Linked DNA regions of Zea mays: region 2 is linked to region 1. Evidence: chromatin contacts called from public Hi-C data. All regions are on one chromosome and are shown on one strand. The core of a region is the stretch at or near the end of the contact, and the rest is flanking DNA. Distances in the headings are between cores, read along the strand shown.

Region 1 (5,500 bases), core at 1,362-3,861:
CGGATGTCCCTCTTCTGCCGCGGGGAGATGCCGTCGTCGAGTTCGCCGCCGCCGGGCGAGCCGACGACCGTCGTTGTTGTCGTGCTGCGAGGGGAGGAGTACCATGTTGTAGCTGCCGTCGTGGGACATGAACTCGAGACTCCCGAAGCGGAGCACCGTCCCGGGCTGAAGAGGCTGCTGAAGACTGTCCATCTGGAACTCAACGGGAAATTATTTGTCAACACGCAGCAGGCCCCTACCTGGCGCGCCAACTATCGGCGTTTCGAACCCGCGAGGACCCTCAACCGACTAGTGAATTTGTCGCTGTGTGTCCCTGCCCAGATGGGTTGATGCAAGAATGAATACAAGAGGGAGGATGAGGCTTATATTATCTTGCACCGGGGTGCTCATAGTAGGGGTTACAAGTGTCGCGCGAGAGAGGGAGAGAGGGTCCGGCCCTGAGGTGAGTTGTATGAGTTAGCCTCCTCTGCGTTTCTCCCACTCTGCCTGCCTCTGCTCGCCCCTCTCCCCCCTTAGGAAGACCCTGGACATCCCCTTTTATAGATACAAGGAGATGGTTCAGATGTACAATGGGGGTGTAGCTATGTGCTAACGTGGCCGGTGGAGAAGTGCTTGAGCCCTCTGTACGTGCTAACGTGGCCGTCGGAGAAGTGCTTGATCCTTATAGAAGCGCAGCTGGCGGTGCGGCATGGATCCTGCTGACGTTTCCTTGCTTCCGTAGGGAGCTGAGAACCATCGACGTCATGGACGCACGCGGGGAACCATCATTACCTGTTACCGGAGTAATCTAGATGGGACACCGGTCTTGTTCCTTCGTAGCCTGAGGCAGCTAGCTAGGGGTAGGGTAATGATATATCCCCAGTGGCGTAGTCGGTCCGAGGCCGAGGTCGGGCGAGGCGGAGACTTCTCCTGAGGCCGAGGCTGAGGTCGGGCGAGGTTGTGACTCCTCCCGAGGCCGAGGCTGAGGCCGAGGCCCGAGTTCGGGCGAGGCGGAGCTCCCTGTTGCGCCCGAGGCTGAACTCGGGGGAGGTCGTGACTTACTGCCGTTGGTTTTACCCTGGTGGTTGGCATAGTAGTCGGAACGGGGTGAATAGTGTTGTTTTCCTGTCAGAACGATCAGTAAAGGGGTGAAGTGACTGCGGTCACTTCGACCTTGCCGACTGAGGCGCGCGTGTCAGGATAAGGTGTCAGGCGATCCCCGCATTAAATGCGCATCCGATACGGTCGGTTGGTAAGGCGATTTGGCCGAGGTCGCTGCACGACAAAGTTTGCCCGAGCTTGGCTTCGAGCGAGCCGAGGGTGCGCCCACTGCCTGAGGAGGCCCTCGGGCGAGGCGTGGATCCATCCGGGACTACTGTTCTTGCCCGAGGCTAGGCTCGGATGAGATAGTGTCCCTTGGTAGACGAGGCCTTGACTTGAACCGTGCCTATCAGTCTTTACGGTCTGTTTTGAGGATATTTTCCAGCCAGGTTAAGGAGCATTGGGGGTACCCCTAATTACGGTACCCGACAGTTAGTACTATATTATTCCATAGATTCAAATATAATGACAATAGAGATGGTAGACCTCCAGTTGTGGGGTTTCAATGATTTTATAAATGTGCATTCAAACCTAAGCCACAAACAACACATACTTGAGAACATTGAATCTTAATATCTAATTTTCTAATTCATGCGCAATTAATAGTTGGTCTCCTGTTTTGCCATAAATTTGGTTCGGACATATCAGCTGACATTACTTTACTCTCTGTGTGTGGTGATTGGGAAAAACAACTCTTAGGACAATCAAGAAAAATGTCTCTTTCCTGTGGCTGTTATGTGACGAAGAAAGTTATGGGTACACCCCAAGCAGTTGAGCTATCTATCTATCTATGCCACGTTTTTAGATAATTCTATTATTACTGTGTGAAGGTATCGATATATATTGCTACACATGTTTCTATTATTTGGAGTAACACTCCTTGGACCATGTAAACACTTCGATTCAACTATATAAACTTATTGTTCACATACTCACGCGAGGCGCGAGGGAGTTACTAGTATAAAATAAAGAGACTAAGACTAGCTCCAACAAGGAGCTCTAAAGGGTCATGTACTCTAAATTTAGAGAACGAGGACATCATCTACTCCCTCCAGCAACGTCCTCTATATATAGAGTTTCTCTAAACGGGTCTCTATCTATTTGAATACTTTAAACAACCGATTTAGTAAAACTAAAATATGTACAATACATTTAAGAGTATGACAAATACGTATGTACAAAAAATAAAAATTAAAAAATATTTTTAATATAGGTATTTACATATAGAGGACGTGGTTTAGAGGACGTTGTTGGAGAGAAAATAGATATAGGAGATAGAATCTTTTAAAAAAGACTGTAAATGACGGATATAGAGGATATATATAGATGACATTGATGTAGATAGTCTAAAAAGTATTTCCTACCAAACACTCACTTTACCTCCCTTTGCTACGTCCGATCAATTTGGCTAGTTTTAGTCAGAACTCAGCCCAAAATCCCACATCCGCACCCATACGGCCACACACTGAAACACAGCTATGTGTCGTTAAAGGCAAACAGACCCAGGATTATGTCTCCAATTAAATTCCCAGAAAACTCTGCTCAACTCGTTCTATCGTCTGTCGTCTCGCTCTCCACATCCGTTGATCCATCCCTTCCAACTCCAATCAACTCCGTCCCAAACTACAATCCGTGGCAACAGAAAAAGGTGTATCTTTTACCAGAAACAGAAGCTAGATTCCCGGATTGCTCCGCTTGATCGCTGGTGAATCGACCCAACCGAGTGGCCCATGGCCGGAACCGAGCGGCTCCACCGCCCGATTGACCCGCCGCGGCCCGCGGGCAGCCGCTCCGTCGTGGTCGGTGCTGGTGGCTCGCCGGCGAGGTGGGACGACGATAACGACGACTGCGGCGGCGGCGGACGTGTCGAAGGCTTGGCGGTAAGCTCCCCCCCCCCCCCCCCCCCCCTCCGCTCTCTCTGCCCGTTTCGTCCCTGTTAAGTCTGGTTGCGTGTACGCGTCCTTCAGCTAAGTTGGTTTCGCTGAGGAGCGTGTAGAACTGATTTACTGATTCGGTTCCTAAATTGGGGAATTCCGGGAGCATGTGGTGCGCTGCTTGGTGCGAACTTAGGATGCTCGAATTGATGATTAGGGCTAAGCGATGGGCCAAAAGTTTCAAGTTCTCAAGGGCGCGTGTGGCTTGTGCTGTGGAGAAATCTAAAATTGCTTTTTCTAGGATTTGCCTTAAGCATGTGGCTGGAGCCTTGTTGATAGGAGTGCACTAGTTATGGTCTTTTTAGGTCTTCCCAGGCTGAGTTTCTGCCATAACTCAATTTTGCTTTCCTGATATAGGGACTCCACATATTTGACCAAGAGGCAGAGGAGTCACCAACCAAAAACGACATGGCCAACAGCCTTGATACTAACTGCACTCCCATTGCTAAAGGATGCAACACTGAAACAACCGAAACTTCTGTAGAGTCGGAACCTGTAAATGTCTTGAACCTGCTTCATGATCATACCGGCATCTGGGTCCCTGTTTCTGTCCCGCCTATGACAGCGCTGGCCAGCGAGGATTGGCACAGAGGGTTTCGTTGCAATGGTGGGCACTTCCCGGAAGAAGAGTTCAGCTGGGAGCTGGATGAAGACAATAAGGAGATGACAATGTGGGATGTTTTTGCTGATATGGCTGTCGCAGCAAAAGATAAGGTGATATCTGCTGCAAAATATGAGTATGGGAGATGTGGGATGTCGACAGTGTCCAACTTCTTTCTACAAGAGGCTTGGAAGGATATGGCACAAACACTTGTGGATGCAAACACTGGTATTGCGAATGAGCTTCTTGAGACAGAGCCAACTAAGTGGTTGCCTGACAGTGCTGCCACCTCTTGCATGCTCTGTGGCGTGCGATTTCATCCAATAATGTGCTCTCGCCATCATTGTCGTTTCTGTGGTGGAGTATTCTGCAATGGCTGTTCAAATGGCAGAAGCTTGATGCCTCCAAAATTTAGGACTGCAGATCCTCAGAGGGTTTGTGATGTCTGCGGAGTACGTCTAGAGAGTATCCAACCTCAATTGATGAATCAGATTAGTCGGGCCTCACAACTTCCAACTCGGGATGTCACAGACCTGAGTACCTTGAGGTCATGGCTGAATTTCCCTTGGTCACACACAATGGAATATGAGATATACAAGGCTGCAAATTCTTTACGTAGTTACTGTAAGGTATGCCTTTTTATACTCCTTAATTATTGACTAGTTCTATTACGATAGCCTTTATCGTTGTCTTCTTTTTTGGCTGCTTTCATTTTCATGTAGTCTTCTGTATTCTTATCAAATGTTATTGTGTTAAAGAGTAGTGCCGACCAATATTTCGCACCAAACAGGAAAACACTAATATGCTTGATAATGATAACACTACAACAAATATAGCAATCCTACACTGGTGTTGATAAACTGATGTCATGAAATCATGTAGGGAAATGTGTTTCACAAGTCATCAAATGTTGTTGTTTTCTGTTTGTATAGTAATTAGTTGGATGAACATTTGGACAAATTGAGTCGTGTGGGTAAAAGATGACATGGAACACTGGCAAATTATTTTTTTCTAGTGCAATAATACAATACAGTCTGGATATGTGATTCTAATCACTGAAATGAACCTAGGCAAAAGAAAAAATGCGTAGGCATCTGTAAAAAAAATCAATTTCTTAAGTAAATAACTGCTTGTAGTTCCCCAATCTGCATTTTAGTAACTCTAGATTATTTAAGCTCAACTTAGTTGTTCTGGGGAATTTTATTATTTGGAAATTACTTAGTCATTGTATTCTTATGAAATACTGGAAATGATGTTACTCTGGCTGTGGGGCTGCTGATTTTTCAGGTGGGAAGACTGAAACCAGAGAAGTCTATCCCTGATACTATTCTTAGACAAGCAAAAGGCCTTGCTATAGTTACTGTGGTGAAGGTTGGGATGATGGTTACATACAAACTTGGCAGTGGGCTGGTTGTTGCTCGAAGAGTGGATGGCTCCTGGTCACCACCGTCAGCAATCTCCACCTGTGGTATTGGATATGGGGCTCAGGTGATACAAGCTTTTCAAGTGTTCTTTACATGGAAGGGCTTCTTATTATCAATCTAGCACCATGTAACATATAAGATATCTGCTTGACTATTTCAACAGGCTGGAGGTGAGATAGCTGACTTTATTATTGTTCTGAGGAACACGGATGCCATCAAAACATTCAGTGGGAAGGCACATCTATCTGTTGGTGCTGGTGTTAGCGCTTCTGCTGGCCATGTTGGACGTGCAGCTGAAGCTGACTTCCGTGCTGGTGATGGTGGTTATGCCGCATGTTATACATACAGTTGTAGCAAAGGTATGTTTTGAATTATTACCAGCTTTAGATTACTTGGACCCAAGAGGTCGTAGCGGTACAGTTATTCAGTAGATTATGAAGCCGCTATTTACAGTTAGAGGC
Region 2 (5,529 bases), core at 2,120-4,619, 230 kb before region 1:
TCCTGCCTTACAGATAGGAAAGATGTGCATCAGAAATGAGTTAAAGAAGGGATCTTTTCTCACAATCTACTCCTAGCTTGTTTCTCCACTCTACTTTACGGGATCTCCGATCACATAGAGCAGGTTACCACTAGAGTAGATCTCACATGGGTCTCATACCCATTTCTCTCGATGCACTTTCTATCACATTGCGTGACAGACCCTTAGTGAATTGATCTGCCAGATTATTCGATGTGTGGACATAATCCACAGTTATAACTCCGGAGTTTTTCAACTTTCTGACAGATTTTAATCTCCTCTTAACATGCCTTGTAGACTTCATGTTATTCTTATAACTGTTAACCTTTGTAATCACAGTTTGATTGTCACAGTTCATGGAAATAGCCGGTATCGGTTTTCAACTACCGGTAAGTCCAATAGGAAATCACGAAGCCACTCGACCTCAGGCCCAGCAGTGTCTAATACTGCGAGTTCTACTTCTATTGTAGACTTCGTTAAGATAGTCTGCTTGCAAGACTTCCAGGAAACAGCGCCGCTCGCCTGCCTGCCTGTCTGCCTCGCCACGCCCGCAGTGTACGTACACACATGCGCAGATCGATATTTGACGACCTTCCCTGGGTTTCTATACGTACCAATGTGTGTGTACGTACGTGCACGCTTATTGATGCATGCGTGATGCGTATCGACCGGCCGGCCGGTGCTGCAGCACCTCCTAACACACACCCCAATATAATGTGTGTTGCGCGCGCCACGTTAGCCTTGGAGCCTAGCTAGCAGCAACCCCCTTTTGACCTTGCTACTGCTGCAACGGAGGAATGTTCATCATTGGGTTTATATCCCACTCCCAAGGGAATTTCTCGCGTTTACATGCCCTTTTCCTCCTCCCCGTTAATTAGTGGCGCCCTGCTTGTTATCTAGTATGTTAATGTGACGCAGACCCTTGCCTTGTCTCTCTCTCGCGGCTGAGCGGCTCGATCCATTCCATCGCATAAGCATCGCTTTCTTTACCGCGCGGCCGGGCGCCAATCGCGCATGCATCCATGCTTAAAGACTCGCTGCTCATCTTAGACCAGTGAGACCATGTCCAGCAGCACTTTGTCACCAAAAACACTTGTTTTGTAATATTTTGTACTGTATACTGCACTATTCGTGAAATAGAGTTTAAATATAAATATAAGGGTAGCAGGATGAATTATAGCTAGCTACCCGACAGTGTGTTGGCATCAAGACGCCAATCGCTCATGCATCCATGCTTAAAGACTCGTTGCTCATCTCAGACCAGTGAGACCGTGTCCAGCAGCACTTTGTCACCTAAACCACTTGTTTTGCAATGTTTTGTACTGCAATGTTTTGCAATGATTTACCGATCCGGACGCCAATTACTGCGATGAGAACCGGGACGGTGCTCTCCACTAATACAAAAAGACTCAAAGCCTGCAGGGCAATATATTTTTACATACGGATTTGGTTATTAACCGCCTGTGCTATTTTTACATACGGATTTGGTTATTAACCGTCTGTGCTATTTTTAGTGGCGGTTCCTTAAGAAAACCGTCACGTACTAGAAATCGTATTTGTACACCTTATTAAGAAAACCGCCTGTAAAAATCCATGATTTCTAGTGACGGTTTTCTTAAGGAACCGTCTGTACAAATTGATTTTTACTGAAGGTTTTCTTAAAAAACCGCCACTAGAAATTATTTTTATCCTTAATTTTTCGAAATTTTCAAACGATCTCGTACGATGAAACCACCAAAATAAAAGTTGTAGGTCTCTAAAAGCTATGAAACTTTGTAGTTGACAACTTTTTTTATTTAAACTCATTTCGGTACTAAAAATTGAATCTAATTATGTCAAATTTAAAACTCAAATTTTGCAAATGACTAATTATGTCAAATTTAAAATTTAAATTTTGCAAACGACCTCGGATGAAAAAAGTGTCAAAATGAAAGTTGTAGAACTTCAAAAGTTATTCAACTTTGTAGTTGATAATGTTTTTATTTGAATCCGTTTACAGTCTCAAACAAGCAATTTACACTTAGTAGGTTGCGATATATAGACAAAAAACTACAAACTAAATACAAAACATGCCATAAGCGGAGTGATATTGTAGGGTATGCACGAGGGTGAGGTCGGCGGTTCGATTCCTAACACAACCGCAAAAATGCGACAACCTACGACTTCTACGGAGACTGGCGGGTGGGGTGATCTGGGCTGAGTCCTCTCAAATATATTTTTTGCTGTTTTTAAAACCCATGTAACGTTTCTAAAAATAATTTTCACTAGCGGTTTTATTACGTCGACCCCCAGTGGAAATCGATTTTAACTAGCGATCCTCAGTTACCCGTCTGTAAAAATGATGATTTCTACTGGCCCCTAATACCGATGGTTCTAAGAAACACCAATGAAAATAAGTTCACAATCGTCACTATAGAGTTTCTGTGTACTAGTGCTCTACAGAGATGCGGACGAGAGGAGAGATTCTAGTCTTTGTCTTGAGATCGGCAGGCCACCCAAAACGTCTCTAATCGACATAGAGCCAGAGAGAGGTGAAGATTTAGAGAGATGATCTAATTTACTGTCTCCTTCTAGAGCAAAATATAAAGAAATAGATGTGTATTGATTGATTGATCGATTATTAGTGTTCCAACCGGCTGTAGCCCTTCATATATATATATATATATATATAAAGAGGAGGTCTGGACCCGTTAAAAGCTAATTTCCGAATTAATTCCATATATTTAGCTAACAAATCACACAAAAACTCAGAATCTTAACTGATTTTACTCGCGCGAGCGCCGTCCACGCCACTCCCACAGTCCCACGGACTAAGGCTGCCCGCAGTGGAGGACTGGGTGCTGGACTCTATCCCATATAGCGTAAAGAAACACCTGCAGCGGGTGACTGGGTGCTAGACTCTACGCGTGATCGAGCTGCAAATGCAGAGTTCGGACGCACATGCGCTAAACGAGGCATGCAAGCAAGCAGCCGGCGGAGGCAGATGCATTCATGCACACGGAGGTGGGGAGGCGGGCCCACATGCATGCACACGGCCGTTCACAGCACATGCATGCACGCGGAGTGGGAAAAAATATAATATAATATACGGTAGTTGGTATAGGGTTGGAATATAGAGTAAATATGAGTACGGAGGATTGTGGTATAGAGTGCTGATCAGGACAGAATATTCTTTTTAGGGTAGAAATTTAGAGTAGTATGAGTACGGATAGCCTAACACAGTGTAACTGGAAACTTAACCGTGCCGTGAAAAGATGCGATGCGACGTCCCGCCAGTAATATTATTATTCACCGCGCGTGTGCAGCTTATGTTGATCCTGTCCTTTGGCTGGCCGCTCAGGCTCAGCAGATGCTTCTTCACTCACGCGTGCTGCACTTTTGCTAGCAAAAGGGAAAGAGAGAGAGGGTAGATGGACCGTCAGTGACAAGTAAAAAAGCAAAAGCGGAAAGAACAGTGACCAAATTGCAAGATTCATACGCCTTTTTAAAACGTTTCCTGTTTGGTGTGAAGGTTGTTATATATGCGCAAAAGCTAGACCCGCTGCACTGCTCGATCTGCAGCGAGCGTAACGGTATCTGTTTGTTTATACTGTAACCAGGATATGTCTAGCTATTTTGGCATAGCAGCTTTATCAACAGTTCTACGAGCTGTTTTAAGTTGTTTCTTTTTCTTTTCTTTTTACTACTAGATAGTACTGTCTTGCAAACAGTTGTATAGACGGAACTCTTTATTTTCTGCTCTCACGAAGAGATGGAAGAAGATAAAGCTAGAAAAAAAAACAGCTTATTCTACCTTTATCCCTAGCACGTTGGCCCTGACGCGTCATTATTTCTGCTTTAATTACCCGTTTCGCTAGTGCGTGGGCGCTGGAAACTGACCGGTGCGGAGCGCCGCAGCTGCTGGGCGCGTCCCATAGAGGAGAGAAATGAAGTGATTGATGGGGAGAAATCCTCTTGCTATTTAATTCTCTATGGATTCTTTCAATTTTTCTGTTCACCAAACCAGTCTTTAGAGCTTGTTCGTTTAAGAGTGGATTGAGAGGAGATCAATACATCTCTAACCGAAGAAGCCCTTAGATGATTCAGATGGTGAAGTTTTTTTCCCGACGATGATATAAATCGGTAAAATTCTCCATTCGGTGGGTAAAAACGGGAATAAGGATAGGAAAGCATTCATCATCCCCCGCTTCCTGTGAAGACCCGTTAAACTTACACACGACGACGTTTTCATGTAATAGTGTCGGGGACCATAATTAGGGGTACCTCCAAGACTCCTAATCTCAGCTGGTAACCCCCATCAGCACAAAGCTGCAAATGCCTGATGAGCGCGATTAAGGTCAAGGCTCAGTCCACTCAAGGGACACGATCTCGCCTCGCCCGAGCCCAGCCTCGGGCAAAGGCAGCCGACCCCGGAGGATTCACGTCTCGCCCGAGGATCCCCTCAAGCAACGGACACACCTTCGGCTCGCCCAAGGCCCAGTCTTCGCGGAGAAGCAACCTTGGCCAGATCGTCACGCCAACCTACCGTATCGCAGGAGCATTTAATGCAAGGATCGCCTGACACCTTATCCTGACGCGCGCTCTTCAGTCGACAGAGCCGAAGTGACCGCAGTCACTTCACCGCTCCACTGACCGACCTGACAGGAAAACAGCGCCGCCTGCGCCGCTCCGACTGTTGTGCCACTCGACAGAGTGAGGCTGACAGCAGCTAAGTCCAGCCTCGGGCGCCATAGGAAGCTCCGCCTCGCCCGACCCTAGGGCTCGGGCTCAAACTTGACGTCGGAAGACGGACTCCGCCTCGCCCGACCCTAGGGCTCGGACTCAGCCTCGACCTCGGAAGACGGACTCCGCCTCGCCTGACCCCAGGGCTCGGACTCAGCCTCGACCTCGGAAAACGGACTCCGCCTCGCTCGACCCCAGGGCTCGGACTCAGCCTCGACCTTGGACGACTGTCTCCGCCTTGCCCGACCCCAGGGCTCGGACTCAGCCTCGACCACGGACGACGGTCTCCGCCTCGCCCGATCCTCGGGCCCAGACTCGACCTCGACCTCGGAGGAGCCTCCGCCTCGCCCGACCTCGAGCTCGGACCGACCACGTCACAGGGAGGGCCATCATTACCCTACCCCTAGCTAGCTCACGCTACGGGGAACAAGACCGGCGTCCCATCTGGCTCGCCCCGGTAAACAAGTAATGATGGCGCCCCGGGTGCTCCATGACGACGGCGGCTCTCAGCCCCTTACGGAAGCAAGGAGACGTCAGCAAGGATTCGACAACTCCGACAGCTGTCCTTCCACAGGGCCCAAGCGCTCCTCCGACGGCCACGACATCACATGAACAGGGTGCCAAAACCTCTCCGACTGCCACGACGGCATGTACTTAGGGCTCTAGCTCCTCTCTGCTAGACACGTTAGCACACTGCTACACCCCCAATTGTACACCTGGACCCTCTCCTTACGCCTATAAAAGGAAGGTACAGGGCTCTCGTACGAGAAGGTTGGCCACGCGGGAGAA

What was found. A called contact is a pair of places that touch in the nucleus more often than the background predicts.
Region 2: a contact with region 1 is called in a Hi-C map of leaf, with 5 times the contacts expected there. The contact joins the enhancer-like site here to the promoter of LOC100383394 in region 1. A contact is called at or near these places in 3 of 25 Hi-C or Micro-C datasets (ear, endosperm and leaf).

The regions. Positions count from the first base shown.
Region 1 is chr5:150,809,643-150,815,142 of Zm-B73-REFERENCE-NAM-5.0, reverse strand. It overlaps LOC100383394 (putative FYVE zinc finger containing actin-binding-domain protein family), which reads left to right and starts at 2,611. Exons shown (of 5, transcript NM_001176049.1): 1 at 2,611-2,960; 2 at 3,372-4,244; 3 at 4,903-5,103; 4 at 5,203-5,398. The coding sequence starts at 2,811.
Region 2 is chr5:151,044,176-151,049,704 of Zm-B73-REFERENCE-NAM-5.0, reverse strand. No RefSeq gene overlaps it. Among protein-coding and RNA genes, the nearest start is that of LOC100501214, 12 kb to the left of the region's middle. Within about 2 kb of position 3,369, at least 12 of the 20 cell types and tissues checked have an H3K27ac peak or open chromatin away from gene starts, as enhancers often do. A contact at or near this core is called in ear and leaf, where this site is marked.